Regions from separate parts of the Mus musculus genome. Here all the other regions are linked to region 1. A link is a contact called in public promoter capture Hi-C data. All regions are on one chromosome and are shown on one strand. The core of a region is the stretch at or near the end of the contact, and the rest is flanking DNA. Distances in the headings are between cores, read along the strand shown. Region 1 holds the start of Nyx (nyctalopin). Region 2 holds the start of Atp6ap2 (ATPase, H+ transporting, lysosomal accessory protein 2). Region 3 holds the start of 1810030O07Rik (RIKEN cDNA 1810030O07 gene). Region 4 holds the start of Med14 (mediator complex subunit 14). Region 5 holds the start of AA414768 (expressed sequence AA414768).

Evidence for each region. Promoter capture Hi-C pulls out the DNA fragments that hold promoters and counts their contacts. Capture Hi-C pulls out chosen DNA fragments and counts their contacts.
Region 2: a promoter capture Hi-C map of adipose tissue shows a contact between it and region 1, with 5 times the contacts expected there. The contact joins the promoter of Atp6ap2 here to the promoter of Nyx in region 1. A contact is called at or near these places in 2 of 39 promoter capture datasets (erythroid cells and liver) and 1 of 9 other capture datasets (adipose tissue).
Region 3: a promoter capture Hi-C map of erythroid cells shows a contact between it and region 1, with 28 times the contacts expected there. The contact joins the promoter of 1810030O07Rik here to the promoter of Nyx in region 1. A contact is called at or near these places in 9 of 39 promoter capture datasets (the 3T3-L1 cell line, the C10 cell line, cranial neural crest and 5 more), 1 of 484 Hi-C or Micro-C datasets (pre-B cells), 1 of 115 datasets of contacts at active chromatin or transcription factors (large pre-B cells) and 1 of 9 other capture datasets (liver).
Region 4: a promoter capture Hi-C map of erythroid cells shows a contact between it and region 1, with 30 times the contacts expected there. The contact joins the promoter of Med14 here to the promoter of Nyx in region 1. A contact is called at or near these places in 2 of 39 promoter capture datasets (erythroid cells and pre-B cells), 1 of 115 datasets of contacts at active chromatin or transcription factors (embryonic stem cells) and 1 of 9 other capture datasets (liver).
Region 5: a promoter capture Hi-C map of embryonic stem cells shows a contact between it and region 1, with 4 times the contacts expected there. The contact joins the promoter of AA414768 here to the promoter of Nyx in region 1. A contact is called at or near these places in 5 of 39 promoter capture datasets (embryonic stem cells, liver, pre-B cells and 1 more), 1 of 15 datasets of contacts at CTCF or cohesin (large pre-B cells) and 1 of 115 datasets of contacts at active chromatin or transcription factors (large pre-B cells).

Annotation. Positions count from the first base shown.
Region 1 is chrX:13,459,722-13,462,513 of GRCm38.p6, forward strand. It overlaps Nyx (nyctalopin), which reads left to right and starts at 1,369. Exons shown (of 4, transcript NM_173415.5): 1 at 1,369-1,762.
Region 2 is chrX:12,586,340-12,589,131 of GRCm38.p6, forward strand. It overlaps Atp6ap2 (ATPase, H+ transporting, lysosomal accessory protein 2), which reads left to right and starts at 1,420. Exons shown (of 9, transcript NM_027439.4): 1 at 1,420-1,596. The coding sequence starts at 1,557.
Region 3 is chrX:12,672,293-12,675,084 of GRCm38.p6, forward strand. 1810030O07Rik (RIKEN cDNA 1810030O07 gene) reads right to left here and starts at 1,347. Exons shown (of 7, transcript NM_175141.6): 1 at 1,034-1,347; 2 at 734-868. The coding sequence starts at 1,249.
Region 4 is chrX:12,760,613-12,763,404 of GRCm38.p6, forward strand. Med14 (mediator complex subunit 14) reads right to left here and starts at 1,361. Exons shown (of 31, transcript NM_001048208.1): 1 at 855-1,361. The coding sequence starts at 1,087. It overlaps Gm14634 (predicted gene 14634), which reads left to right and starts at 1,666. Exons shown (of 5, transcript NR_045852.1): 1 at 1,666-2,374.
Region 5 is chrX:12,935,488-12,938,279 of GRCm38.p6, forward strand. AA414768 (expressed sequence AA414768) reads left to right here and starts at 1,386. Exons shown (of 1, transcript NM_001272033.1): 1 at 1,386-2,792. The coding sequence starts at 1,478. The coding sequence ends at 2,641.

The DNA of each region.
Region 1 (2,792 bases), core at 119-2,618:
TGTCCTCGTATACTCCTAAGTAGATAGCATATTTTATTTATTGTTACATACATATTTGTGTGCATGTGAGTATGAAATATGCACGCGCGTGTGCACACACACACACACACACATATCCAACCTGCTCAGTCCATTTTTGTTGGTGATGTGTGTGTGTGTGTGTGTGTGTGTGTATGTGTGTTCAAGGCTGACCATTCTGCATTAGACAACCAATTAAGGATGCTCATTACTGGGAGAGGCTAGTCATCTTTCCCAAAGCCATTAGTTGCCTGTAGGTAGCTCTTTGCCTAAGGATGGGGCCTGGTGGATTTCCCCTTCCCTGAGAACATGTCTGTGATATTACCTTTGTTCTGGTTTGTTTATGCAGTCATTTGTAGGAGAGACCATTTCACAGCAGACTTCCTTCTCTTCATCGATGCTCCCTGAGTCATAGATGCAGGAGTGGTGGTGTAGGTGTATCCATTGGGCCTGAGCTCCCTAGAATCTATTGCTCCAGTTGTGGTTTTCTGTGGTAGCCTCCATTTGCTGTAAGGAGAGGGTTCTTTCACGAGGAACGGTAGCCACATGTATCCAGGAAAGGCGACTCTCAAACCTAACAGGATTTTAAATTCAAGTCCAGGTGAGGAAAATGTTTTAAAGCTCACCCATTTTTTCAAATAGACGCCTCAGGGGTTTTGTGGGGTGGAAGATCCCATCCCATCTCAGGCCCGACAGACTTCTTTGTCCCTAGATCCATTCCTTTGACAGGTGGAAAGTGGAAGCCTTTGTATCTTTTCTTTGCTGGTCAGCTTCAAGCTCTAGCCTCGTGTATGTCTGTCAAACACTAATTTTCTAAGTGGCAAAAGGTGCCTATCTGAGAGCAGCAGGGAGGCCCAAGCCTCTCCCAGCATTTGTTTTTCTGACAGGTCATCAGCAGAGACTCAGTTGCCTGGTGGCTCAACATTGCACAGACTCAGGTATCTTCGATGGCTTGTCTTCTGAAATCAGATGTTCCGGGATCTTTTGCCTGCCTTGAATACCTGTGATAAGAGAATTCTGAAACTCTCTAAATTAAGTTACAGGCCAGAGAATGGAGGAAGAGATCAGATGAGATTATTTTAACTGACAGCTTCCAGCTAAATCAACAAAGAAAAGGACAAATCTGCTGCACTGCATTGTTGCCCTGTGTGCCGAAGACTACCCATTGAAGGTCACCTCACTTTCAGCTTTCAGAACGGACTTGCCAAAATGCAGCAATTCTGCTATGGACTGACTAACCCTTCACTCCTGGGACTCTGCCCAATTCCTCTTATCCTAGTCCTTCTGATCACAGATCAGAACAATTCCTTTCTTCCCCCTAACATTTTATTCTAAAGCCTCTAGCTCCTTAGGTCCATAACTACTGATTTCAACTGTTGTCTGGCCGTGCTGCTGGTGGCTTAGGAAACCTGTCCCAGGACCTCTTTCACCTCTTAGCATGTGTCAGCGCCATCAACCATTGTTTCAGAGGCCTCTTTGAGACTGGGACATTGATTTGATACTTGGCAGTTCCCTGCTGCATTGAGTTTGGGTCTTTTCCTTGGGCAAGGCAGATGGGCCTACAGCTCTATTTTTGGAGGCCACAGAGAGTGGCGATTTCACATGCAGCTCCTGGAACGTGCATTTTGGAGTATTAGGGCAGCGAGTCTGTTGAGAAGCACAGCAGAAGAAATCCTGGGCCAACCCTTTATGTGCTGTGTCAGACTGGCTTATTATCCACCCTCCTGACTCCAGGGTCAGTCAGGTGAGTAGGTCACTGAAGGACCCTCTCCAGAGGGACTTTTGGCAGGCTGTCCTTTGACCAGGGCAGCTAGCCTTCCAGCGACTTCAGGTGCGTGACTAAGATTTCCGGCTCAGGCGTGCCCCGGGCCTTTCCGGGCCAGGCAGCCGCCCCCGCGCCGCCATGCTGGAGCCTGCTTCCTGGCGGGGACGATAAGATAGGTTGCGGTGGCACTGGTCCAGCGCTGGAGCTTCAGCGCCCTCTGATGGGCAAGCCTGGGAGGGCGGGGCCCATGCTCGGATGCCCCGCCCCACCAGACCTTGGGAGCGGGCGGGGCTGCAGCACGGGTTACCCGCAGTGGCTGTCCAGGTTTCGCAAGGACGTGACCTTGAGAGGGAAAAAGTCCCCTGGTGCGTCACGAGTGGTTGCTAACCCGGGCTAGCGAGCTGAACTAGTTTTCGAAATCCAGAGAGGTGGGAAGGAATAGGGACTTAAACGTTCATACTGGGGACTCGTGGCCAGCTGCCCCTCTACGACCGACCGCCAAGGCACGCTTTGTGCGCAGGACCCGGAATCCGGTACGAGCCTGCATCCCGACTTTGTCTGGGCCTGTCCTTGGGGTGACGTCATTCTGAGAGTCAGCAGAATAAGTAGCGTCCCCTGCTGCAGTCCAGAGCTAAGGCTGTGAATTCAGGTCGATTCCCCCAGCCCTACAAGGAGCCAGGGATTCCAACAAAAGGATGGTTTCAGCTAAGGCAGTTTAGGGGTGCCTCATCCTGATCTCACATAGGCAGTGAGGGTGACTCTTTGGCTTCTTACTGGAATCTCAGGAGAGAAAACAAAAAAAAAAAAAAAACAACAAAAGCAAAACAACAAAAACCAACCATAACCTAGGCGACCAATTCCTTGCTCTGCCTTCAGCATTGTAACCTCAAGTTTTCTGAAGAAGCTTCGTCTGATTAGAACAACTTGGTGTGGAATTTTGTGAAAAGAGGAGAGTCAAAATTGACTTATTTTAGAACCTTTAATAACCATTTACTTTATTTTTTTATAT
Region 2 (2,792 bases), core at 170-2,669, 870 kb before region 1:
AGCGATTTCTAGAAACTGCCTTCTGAGTAAGGGGGCAGGGGTTGATTCCAGTTCTGGGGCTGGCTAAGTTTCACCTGGAGAACTAACTGCTGGAGGTGCTGCAACGCTTTGTTCTCCCGTAGTCAGTTCCAAGAATAAAACAGCCATCTCCCCTCAAGGGCACCTATCTTACGTCTGTGTACTGAACACTGTCCAGCCATTTCCAATGGTTCCTCCACTTGTACTTAATGAATTGTAGTTCTTCTGTGTACAAGTCAAGGTCTTTTAAAAGAAATTATTTTCCTGAGGTATGGCTCAGTGGTAGAGCACTTGCCTAGATTGTGCACAGATCTGGAGTTCCATCCCCAAACGATAAAGGAAGGAAGGAAGGAAGGAAGGAAGGAAGGAAGGAAGGAAGGAACTAAAATTTTAGCTCTATCCTTCTATCCTATAAAATCTCTTTTGTCCAACTAAACATTTAAAAGTTCATCGGAAGAGGCATTTCCCTACCATATATGCTATACTCTTTCTTTACACTTTCCACATCCTCCACTTACATATTAAAATCATATTCATCTTTCAAGGTCATCAACTGAGAAGTTGTTTTCTAACCACAGATTATGGGCAATGTCACTTCTTGCCTTACATCATAGGTAAGAGGCTATGAGCCAAGGGATGATTTTGGTCTAATTAGTGTGTCTAGCCGTCACATAGCCTCCCTGAACTCCTTATTCAGATTAGAAAATATTAATTATTTCAGAACGAAATAATTAATATTCTATCGGATCACTCCTTGTGTACGCAGTGTTTGGAGGCAGAGTTGTTCAATACAGTAAATCAAAAAACAGGATACCCTGTTATATTTCACTTTCAGACAATGGATACTTCGTATATATAAAAATAAGTAAAACAAATATTTTAGACACACTAAAAATCACTCTTTGCAACTCAGATTCAAGCGGGAGTCCTATATTTTAAGTAGCATCTCTTCTAGATGGACAGGGGTTCCCCTAGGCGCCAGGCTTCCTTCCCTCAGGTACTCAGCGTCTGTGTACTCCAGAGAGCAAAACCTGAGCTAGCCCAGCGCTTTCCATCTGTCAGTCGCAGCGGGCGGGAGGTGCAAGACCGGGAAAGACCGAAGCCTGGGTTGAAAATCGTCACCGGAGGTTGGACAAAGAGTCCACACCCGGGAGTAAGCCTCACTGTGGGCTTTCGAGAACCTGCAACCAGTGGGGCCACCTGCTCTAACCGCGGGCCCTACCCTTCATCTCGTGACCGGTCGTTGTGGGCCGGCGGGACAGAACCGCCCTGTTCTTAAAACTCTTGACTCCTATTGGCAGAGCATGCCATTCATCACGTTCGCCTCCGCCCCAATTGCTGACGTCGACCAGGCTACGTCTCGCTCGTGTAGCGGCGTAGTTGGCGATTGGCTGAGACCTTGTCTTGGAGCGGCTAAAGGGGAGGGGCTTGGGGATCGGAACCGTCGGGAGCGCGTCACTCGGTCGAGCTGCAGTGCTCGCTTGAGTCCCGGCGTCCCTTTTCGTGTGGCTCATCTCCGCTTCAGCAACCGTGGCACCATGGCTGTGCTGGTCGTTCTCCTGTTCTTTCTGGTGGCGGGTGAGTAGCTGGGAAGCACTGCGGGAAGCTAGGGGGCGCGGGGACCCTGGGAGGGAGCGGCTGCTGGCGGGGGCCGCAGTGGGGGCGGTCTGGGCTTGGCGGCCCTCTTCGGGGTTCTGGACCTTGATCTGGCTCGGGCGGAGCGGCCTTGTGGTCTCTGGAGACGAGCAGGGCCACCTGGGGGGACTCCGGAGCTGACATCAGCCTTTGGGGGTAAAGGCGCGTAGCCGCTTAGGACCCAGTCCTCCCATTTGTCTGATCACTCCTTCCCTGTTCAAGGCCCTTTGGAGGATGGGTTTGCATTTCTTAATACACCGTTGAACCACAACCCACTACCAAGGAAAGGTTAGCTAACAATTTAGCTGCCGCTTTTTAGCTGCTGTCTTTTTTCCACCTTCATTTCTAATGGTTGTTATTGACAACGGGTGAACCCTTACCTCCCTCATATATACATATCAGGATGTGAAGTTGAGTCATCGTTTTTTAAATAATGATTATTTCTTAAGATGATCGCAATTTCTTAGTATTGATTTCAGTTCCCAATTTGAAGGATTTGGAGAGCAGGGTATGAGTCATGCTTTTAGGATCACATGTCAAATAAATGGTAGCTTTCTTAGTGGAACCTACCTAGGCTCTCTAACATGGAATAAGAAGAATGGAAATGAGCTAATATTTGGCCTGTGGCTTGAGTATCATGTAGTAATGCATTTCGTTTACAGTAATCCTTAGAAGAAAGTATTCCCATTTTGCAGAGTATGAATCAAGCTGGGTATGACAAGGGGAATATGTATCAAAGCTGGGCATGACAAGGGGAATATGTATCAAAGCTGGGTTTGAAGACAGACAGATCAGTTGACTTCCAAGAAGGGGATGGATGCCTTTCCACTCTGTGTGTGTGGCACAGGGAGTGCTGTGTGGCAACGTGGGAGTAGTGGGACAGACGCTGAGCTTGCAGACAATAAGATACAATAAGTCAAGTGAAGCCAGGCATGGCGGTGCATGCTTTTAATCCCAATACTTGGGAGGCAGAAGCAGGTGGATCTCTTGAGTTCGAGGCCAGCCTGGTCTACAGAGTGAGTTCCAGGACAGCCAGGGCTACACAGAGAAACCCTGTCTCAAAAAAAAAAAAATCAACTGGAGAGCACCTTGGGGAGGAATGGGTGTTTTGTGTCAAAGAGATACCTTGTGCCTGTGCT
Region 3 (2,792 bases), core at 97-2,596, 790 kb before region 1:
AGGCATTAAGGCTCAGTCAAGAATGAAGTGACAGCAGTGGGTTCCCTTCCAAGCTGATCTTGTGGCGGCGTCTTCTTTATTTGGATTCCCTCCTTCCCAGGTGGTTTTAAGCCAGGTGTGTCAAACTGACGGAAAACTAGCTAGCACAAACCAAGATAATAGTAAAGCAATTTGTCAATTTGCATTTGGAAGCTACTTCTGACACCTCCCTCCACTCACTACACAGCTTCCAGGCAACATCAAGAAATCCAAGCAAATTCCCAATCAGACTAGGCATTAAGTCACAGTGACAAAATCTAAACACAGGCCTAACAACCCCTACCTCATAACTAATATTTCTACCTTCTAAAAATGTATACCTTAGCTAAGCATCCTCTTGGCACGCACGCCACAGCAAAAGTAAGCCTTTTTTTAAAGTCTGCTGTAAAGTAAACCTTAACTGTTCTTCCATGTCTCTCAGCCTGTATTGTTTTTCCCCTTATTTTAAGACAGCGTCTTACAATAAAACTCAAGTGCCTGCAGGAAGCGAAGAAACAGAGGCGTTTATTTTACTGAGCTTAGATGGGTCCACTCTAGTATCCCCTCACCACTACGCCACTAGACCCCAGAGAACCAACCTATCTTCTAGTATTTCTGTACTTTCTGAAGTCCCAGCTTGCACTCAAAACCCACCCTCCACCCTGGGGCACCAGGAGCAACTTCATATGCTTTCCTCCAGGCTACAAGTACTTACCTTGGCTACCTCCCAAGGGTCTTTGGGCCAGAGGCCTGGCTTGCAATTTCCCCAGTGCACGTCTCCATTTCTGTTGATGTGATGCCTCAAGATCTCGTGTTTCCACTCTGCGCATACCTGACACTGAGGCTGAAACTACAGAGGGCAGAGGTGAGGAGGGACTGGGGTGGGCGGGGCAGCAAAACAGGAACACCCCGGAAGTAGGAAGCAGTCCCGCCCCGGGAAGGAAAAAGACTGCAAGCATACGGAATAGGGGGACAAGCTGTGGAGACGCGCCCGAGTTCGGGGTCAGCAGCTCACCTGGCGAGCGCGCGGGCTGCACCGGGAACCGCCGCGGCAGGTAGCATGGGGTCCAAGGCCAGGGACTGCAGCCAGCAGTCCACGGTGAAAGGAGAGCACTTCACGGTCTATGAAACCTTGCAGGCAGCTGCGCAGCAGCAGCAGGCAGTGTCCTGCTTTCACCCAGTTTTTGTACTCGGCGCAATTGAGGCGGGCTGCCAGCTCCGACACCACCATGTCTTACTCCTGAAGGCGGGGCCGGCGGTAAGCACGCGCAGCACCCTGGGATGCTCCCACGCAGCGCAGGCGTAGCCCAACCCCCAAAACGTCCAGACGTTTAGCGTCACTGTGCGGTGTACACTTCAGAGGCTAGAGGCTGGCCACTGTTTCCGCTCCAGGAAGTGGCAGCTCCACCCCCGCTTAAAGGAACCGCTTTGGTTTGTGGACATGGAACATTTAGACTAATCCTTTTAAAGCTTTAATTTTTATTCCTGAATACCCTGCCAACCCTCTAACCAACCTGATCCCCTCCTGATGTGCTGACCTTTTTATTGTAAAGAGGAATGCTCAAGGTGTGTTTCTCGAATGACATGTTCCTTGCATTGTGCAATTCTACAAAATTAACTCATCCCTAAACCCACTGAACAGCAAATTCGGGGTATCAATAACATGCTTACCCTCACCTGAAGCAGGGGGCCTATTGTATTGTGTGCCATGCTCCCCAGTACATATGTTAAAGTGACACTAGGACCAGAAACTCCTTAACTAGAGTACCTGGCAGGAAGAAGCAAAAGGGATAATGTACTTCCTGGATTTGGACAGCTCAGAAAAGGGTTATTTCAGCTGCACAGGGAAGCCATATGCTACACAGACCAGAATGCATTAGATTGTCAACATCAAGTGAGAAAACATGTTTTAGATGCTTTGAGTGAGGTTTTTTGACCTTGGCAAACATATTGAAGTGGTATGGAATCAAAAGAGTCGGAAGGAACACTGTAAACAGAGAAGCCTTGCACAGGCAATGGTAAGGACCACTAGCTCTGGGCTCAAACTCTCAATTTTTTGTGTTTTGATCTTGGCTGATCCTAATTTTAATATTATTAAGACGTTATTTCCTTCTTTGTAACTCGGTTTATCATCTGTAAGAGGAGGTTATTAATACTTACCTCACAGTGTGGTGAGGAGCATTTATACAGATGGGAACACTTACAATGATGCCTGGCACACATTAAGCTTTGAGTAAATGCTAACTTATTTTATATTGACGCAAATATGCTCTTTCATCCACTGTTTACATTATTGGACATTTTATCAAACCACTGGCCAGTTGGAAGTGGGGACAATTTATAAAAAATAGAGACCAGATGTGATGATCTGAAGACTCAAAGTACAGTCAGTGTAGGCAGGCTCTGTAATACTTTAATAAAGTATATACCAATTTTGTCTTACTAACCTCAACATTAGACCCATTCAAAGCAAATGATGGGAAATACCCTATTCCCATCAAATCAAATCAAATCAAATCAAATCAAAAATTCCAAAAAAAACCCACCTCTGAATGAAGTCTACATTAGGACTTTCCTTTTTCTGACTAAAACATTTTCTGTAAGTATGAACTTTGTATCAAGAACAACTGAAAGGGGGGCCTGGGAGTAGGGAACAGCCCTGTTTTCCTGGTACTCAGAAGTGGGTCACTTGGACTTAGGAGGTTCAAGGTCAGCCTGGGCTACATGGCAAGACCCTGTCTTGTTTAAAAAAAGAAAGAAAAAGCTTAATTGGA
Region 4 (2,792 bases), core at 111-2,610, 700 kb before region 1:
GAGTAAGTGAAGCCCGCCCTAATTCTTTTAGTCATGTACAATGTAATTCTCCAGTAACAAAGTATTGCAAGATACATCCTAGCGTCTACATACTAACGTATTTCCCTGGAAACCTGAGGGAGCCTAACAATAGGTAAAAAGAAAACTTTTATGGACCTCAGGTAGAAGATGCTAAAGAGTTTCAAATTTTCCTAGTACCTTTTATTCACATAGTGAACCATCCGTGTAGTCGGCTTGTACTCTGAAGGTATTAACACCCTAATCACGCCCCAAGGCATTTCATAGGTAACTAGACTGAAACCCGGAGGCTCATTAGAAAAAAAGTATTCTACTTTCACTACATCCATAAAGACTTAACACGCTTTCAAATGTTGCAGAAAGAATCAGAATTTATAATGTAATTGTTTTACACAGAATCGACCTCCGGCATTTTAAGAGAAACAATTGCAACCTTCATTTAAAACATTGTCAAAAAAGATGTAAAACATTTCCCTTCGTTGAAAATCCCGTTCAGTTCGAATTCTACGTAGTCCTCAATGCTTACTCTTCGACTTAGGTTTTTAGAAAATATTCCACATAGAAATTAATACACTTCTGTTGGGAACTCAAGACAAAAATCCCAAAGACAATCTTCAGCGCAAGTGTTAACATGCGAAACTAACCAGTCTCCGTGCTTTCATCGTCAACCAGATCCCCAATAGTTACCTCCTCCCTGTCCCCAGAACCTAAACCCCATGAATTTCCAAATTCTACGCTCAGCAGCCTAGCTCAGTAAATGGCAAGCATAAGCCTCTCTTGAAGGCGGGAAGGGCAAGTGAGGAGCCGGGAAGCAGGCATGGGTTCGCAGCACTTACAAGTCCGTCAACACCATAAGCTCCGAGTAGGCCCGGTGGAGCAGAAATTCGATGAGCGTGCTAAGCCGGTATCCAGGGCTAGCTGCCGCCGCAGCTGCCGCCGCCACAGCGGCTGCGGGCGGCGGGGGAGCCGGGGCAGACGCGGAGCCGCTGCTGCTGCCTCCGCCGCCGCTGCTGCCACCGCCGCCGCCAGGAGGGATCAGCTGGTGGTTGTCCAGCTGCACTGGGGCCATGGCGGCGTACAGCCCGGCTCGGGGCAACCGCCTGAGATGCGGCCCTGGAGCCTCCTCCCGGGCTCGGTGACCGCACCGAGGCGGGCGCGGGCAGAGTGGCCGCCGCCTAGCGCCAGGCCGCCTCTGAACAGGAAGCCGAGCCCAAGCTGCGGAGGCCCGCCCCCATGTAGGGCCGGGCCGGCCGGCCGCAGGGAGGCGAGCGTGGGGCGGGAGGGCAGAGAGGCGGGCCGGCCGCCACTCAAGTGGGGAAGCTTCCGCGACTGCTCAGCGGCCGCCCGGCCGGCGGGTTATAGCGTCCATGTTGCTGGGCCGAGAGCGGAAGTCGCCAGGCAGAACGGAAGGGGAACCCGCGGGAGGCCCTTTCCAAAGGCAACCTGCGACCGTTCCCCGCGCTGTGCTGTTCTGGGGGACAGGAGGAGGGGGTGCGTGGGAGAGGGGCGGAGCCAGGAGGTGCGTGGGCGGGAAAGCGGAAAGGGGGGTGGGCGCAAGGCGCCGGAAGCCGCGCCGCCAGTCCAGCGGCCGCGTCACAGTAACGTCAGTGGTCCCTAAGCGCTCTTTTTCCCCGCCTAGGCGACCGCAGCGGGACGGTGAACGGAGAAGGGTTGGCGGAGAAACCACCCGTCTCTCCTCTCGGGGCCCCAAAAAGGCGGCCTGCGGCGACCGCGCGCTGTGACTGTCCAACGCACGCTCCGCCCATAGGCGACCCTGGCGCGACGCGTGGGAGAAAACGTTACAGTCTCTTTTTTTCCTTTTTCCTTTTTTTTTTTTGTCAATTGTGGGACAAGAGCAACGACACAATAACGTCATTTGAATGCAGTCTCCTGTGTGCCGCGCCTTTGCTGTCACCCAAAGCCCAACATTGAAACACATGTAGTCCTTAAATCCTTTGCTGGTGTTCTTGGCTTTTGTCCCTGCCCTTGCAGTAGCCGCCCTATCCTGCCTGGGTTTTCATCTTTCCAACTACAGCCTCTTTCTCCCAAAATCCACATGTTTTGTCTGTTTTCTAATCTTGGCTTCTGTTTGAAACGAACTGCAAGCCTTTAAACATGTCTGTGGGTTCCCTCCACCTCCATAGATTCGGAAGCAATTGGTCTTTCGTGATGTCTGGGCTTCGAAAGTTTTTTTGTGTGCGTTTATTTTTGTTTTTTGTTTAGTAACCTAGCTATTCTCACGCACAAGTCACGGAAAAATTAACTGTTAAAAGCGTCTATTTTTGTGACCCTACCTAAACATCGTTTTGCAGCTTCATCTCTCGCAGGTGTAACAGATGCTCATGCTGATCGTAAGGTTAGACAATTCTCTTTGTTCTCCACTTGTACAATTGCAGTGCTCTTGATTCTTGGTCTCACTGTGTTGTCGGGGCTGGCATTTTTTAGCTCTTGAGCTCAAAGTAATTGGGATCACAAGCTCCTCCACTACCTCATCCATTTTTCAGATTGATAAATCATGTATTTATGGGGTACAGTGTTAAATTGCATATGTTTATGGGGTACAGTGCATGAATACACTCCCGAATGAACAAATCGGACTCATTGACTTTGATCACCTCTCATACTTTATTCTTTGTGGTGACAGCTAGAATATACCACCACCTCCTGCCACAACATTGCCTTTTGCAGGACTAAGGATTGAATCCAACCAAATCCTTGCCTATAGTAGGCAAACATTCTGCCTTTATATCCCCAGCTATTTTTTATTGAGTTGG
Region 5 (2,792 bases), core at 136-2,635, 520 kb before region 1:
AATAAAATGGACAAAGGAGTCGACAGGCATTTCTCATGAGAAGTGCTGAGACTCTTGTGAAACCGCTCATCTTCACTAAACTATGAGCAAACCGCAGATGAAAACCACCAAGAGGTATCTTGTCACACCTCACCGGGGGCATGATAAAAATAAATAAGTAAATAATAAAAGAAAAAAATGACTAGTGATAACAAAGATGTGGAGAAATTGGGCCCTTGCTGGGCTGGAAGTAGCTGTGAAGTTTCCTTTAAAAAAATCTATGTACAGGCCAGGCAGTGGTGGTGCACACCTTTAATCCCAGCACTTGGGAGGCAGAGGCAGGAGGATTTCTGAGTTCGAGGCCAGCCTGGTCTACAGTGTGAGTTCCAGGACAGCCAAGGCTACACAGAGAAACAATGTCTTGAAAACCAAACAAATCTATGCACAACCTAAAGCCTTCTGAGTCCACCAAGCCTGCTTGTGCTTATTAGAAGCAAAAGCAGGAGCTCTCTCCTCTCTTTCTCCTCACTCTCTGTCTGTCTGTCTGTCTGTCTCCCCCCCCCCCCCACTCACTTACTCACTCACACACTCTCTCCTCTCTATCTCCCCAACTCAGTGTCTGTGTTTTGTATGTGCAAGATAACCTCCCAGTCTGCCTCTCATACAGCACTGGGATTACAGGCATGCCTTAGGCTAGGCCACGCTTTTTATACAAGCGCTGAAGATTTGAACTTCTCATGCTTGAGCATCGAGTGATACTTATTTGCTGAGCCATCTTTCAGCTCTGAAATCAGTGACCCATGTTCACTGTAGCAGTATTCAAGATAGCCACGATATGGAAGCAACTAAAATGACTGTTGAAATGAATCGAGAAAACAACCGACCGGGAATGTAGCTCAGGTTGTAGAATGCTTGCCTACATGCTCCAAGCCCTGGGTTCCATCTTTAGCCTTTAGCACTACACAAACTAGCTGTGGTGGTGCATTCCTGTAGTTCCCACCATCCAGGAGGTGAGGGTAGAAATATCAGAAGTTCACATTTCTTTTAAAATCAGCTTGGGGCCATAGCTTGCACGCCTAGAATGCTTGTGGCCTTGGCTTCCTTTCCCAGGAGGCCATAAACTGGGTGTGGTGGCGCTGTGAAATCAGCACTGGGTGAGGAGGGAGGTAGAGGCTGGAGGTTCAGGCGTTCAAGGCCATCTTTGGCTACACAGAGTTCAAGACCAGCCCCCATTATTCAAGACTATGTTTCAAAACAAAATTAAAAAAAAAAAAGAACAAAAGGTTCCGTTATGCAAGATGAAAAGGCCCTGTAGATCATTGTGCGACACAGTGCTTAGACTTATGACTGAGGCGGCCACGCTCTGCGGGTCGCGGAGGCGGGCAGAGGCGGAGCCGCAGGAGCCCGGCCCGGCGGCCCCAGGGGCGGTGGCAGCCCAGCAGGCGTCTCGCGGGGCCTCTTTGCTTCCACACTCGTCTCAGAGGACCCAAAAGGAAGGATGTCGTCGGGGCTTAAGGCCGAGCTGGAGTTCCTAGCGTCCATCTTCGACCAGGACCACGAGCGGCTGCGCATCGTGAGCTGGCAGCTGGATGAGCTGCAGTGTCAGTTCCTGGTGCCGCCGGCGCCCGCGGGCAGCCCGCCCTCGCCGCCGCTCACCCTGCACTGCTCCATCACCGAGTCCTACCCATCTTCGCCGCCGATATGGTTCGTGGACTCTGACGATCCAGATCTCACATCGATCCTGGAACGACTGGAAGATTCGAAGCCCAACAGTTCGCTTCGTCAGCAGCTCAAGTGGCTGATCTGTGAACTCTGCAGCTTATATAACCTGCCTGAGCACCTGGATATGGAGATGCTGGACCAGCCGGTCCCCATGGCTCAGAAGGCGACCATCGAAGAGGTGCCTTCAGAAGATGAAGGTGAAGATGCAGCTGACGGGGTGGAAGACTTGGACCATTATGAGCTGAAAGAAGGAGGAGGAGGAGGAGGAGGAGGAGGAGGAGAAGAAGAAGAAGAAGAAGAGGCTAGTAGCGAGAAAAAGTCAGAGGATGAAGGGCTTGAGAAAGAGCATTTGGCAATATTAGAGAATATCAAGAAGAGCCAAAGGCAAGAGCATTTGAATGGTACCGTGTCTGGCTCGGTGCATGCTTCAAACAGACTTATGAAAGAACTCAGAGATATATACAGATCGCAGAGCTACAAATCGGGGACTTATTCCGTGGAACTGATAAACGACAGCTTATATGACTGGCACGTTAAACTGAGGAAGGTTGACCCCGATAGTCCCTTGTACGGTGACCTTCAGCTCTTGAATGAAAAAGAAGGCATTGACTATATTTTGCTTAACTTCTCTTTCAAAGATAACTTTCCGTTTGATCCTCCATTTGTTCGCGTCGAGTTGCCTATTCTCTCTGGAGGGTATGTTTTGGGTGGAGGGGCGTTGTGTATGGAACTGCTCACCAAACAGGGCTGGAGCAGCGCCTACTCCATTGAATCAGTCATCATGCAGATCAATGCCACCTTAGTCAAAGGCAAGGCCAGGGTGCGCTTTGGAGCAGATAAGAATCAATATAATCTAGAAACAGCCCAACAGTCCTATGACTCCGTCGTGCAGATGCATGAGAAAAAGGGCTGGTTCACTCCTCCAAAGGAAGATGGGTAAATAGTAGACTGTGGTGTATTTGGAACAAGGTAGCTTTAAAGACACAAACAAGCTTTGCATATCTTTGTAACAGTAGTGCGGAAGATATTAGCTAATTGGTGTTTTAGTGGATAAACTGTCAACTGACCACCAGTAGAAGTCCCAACCTTTT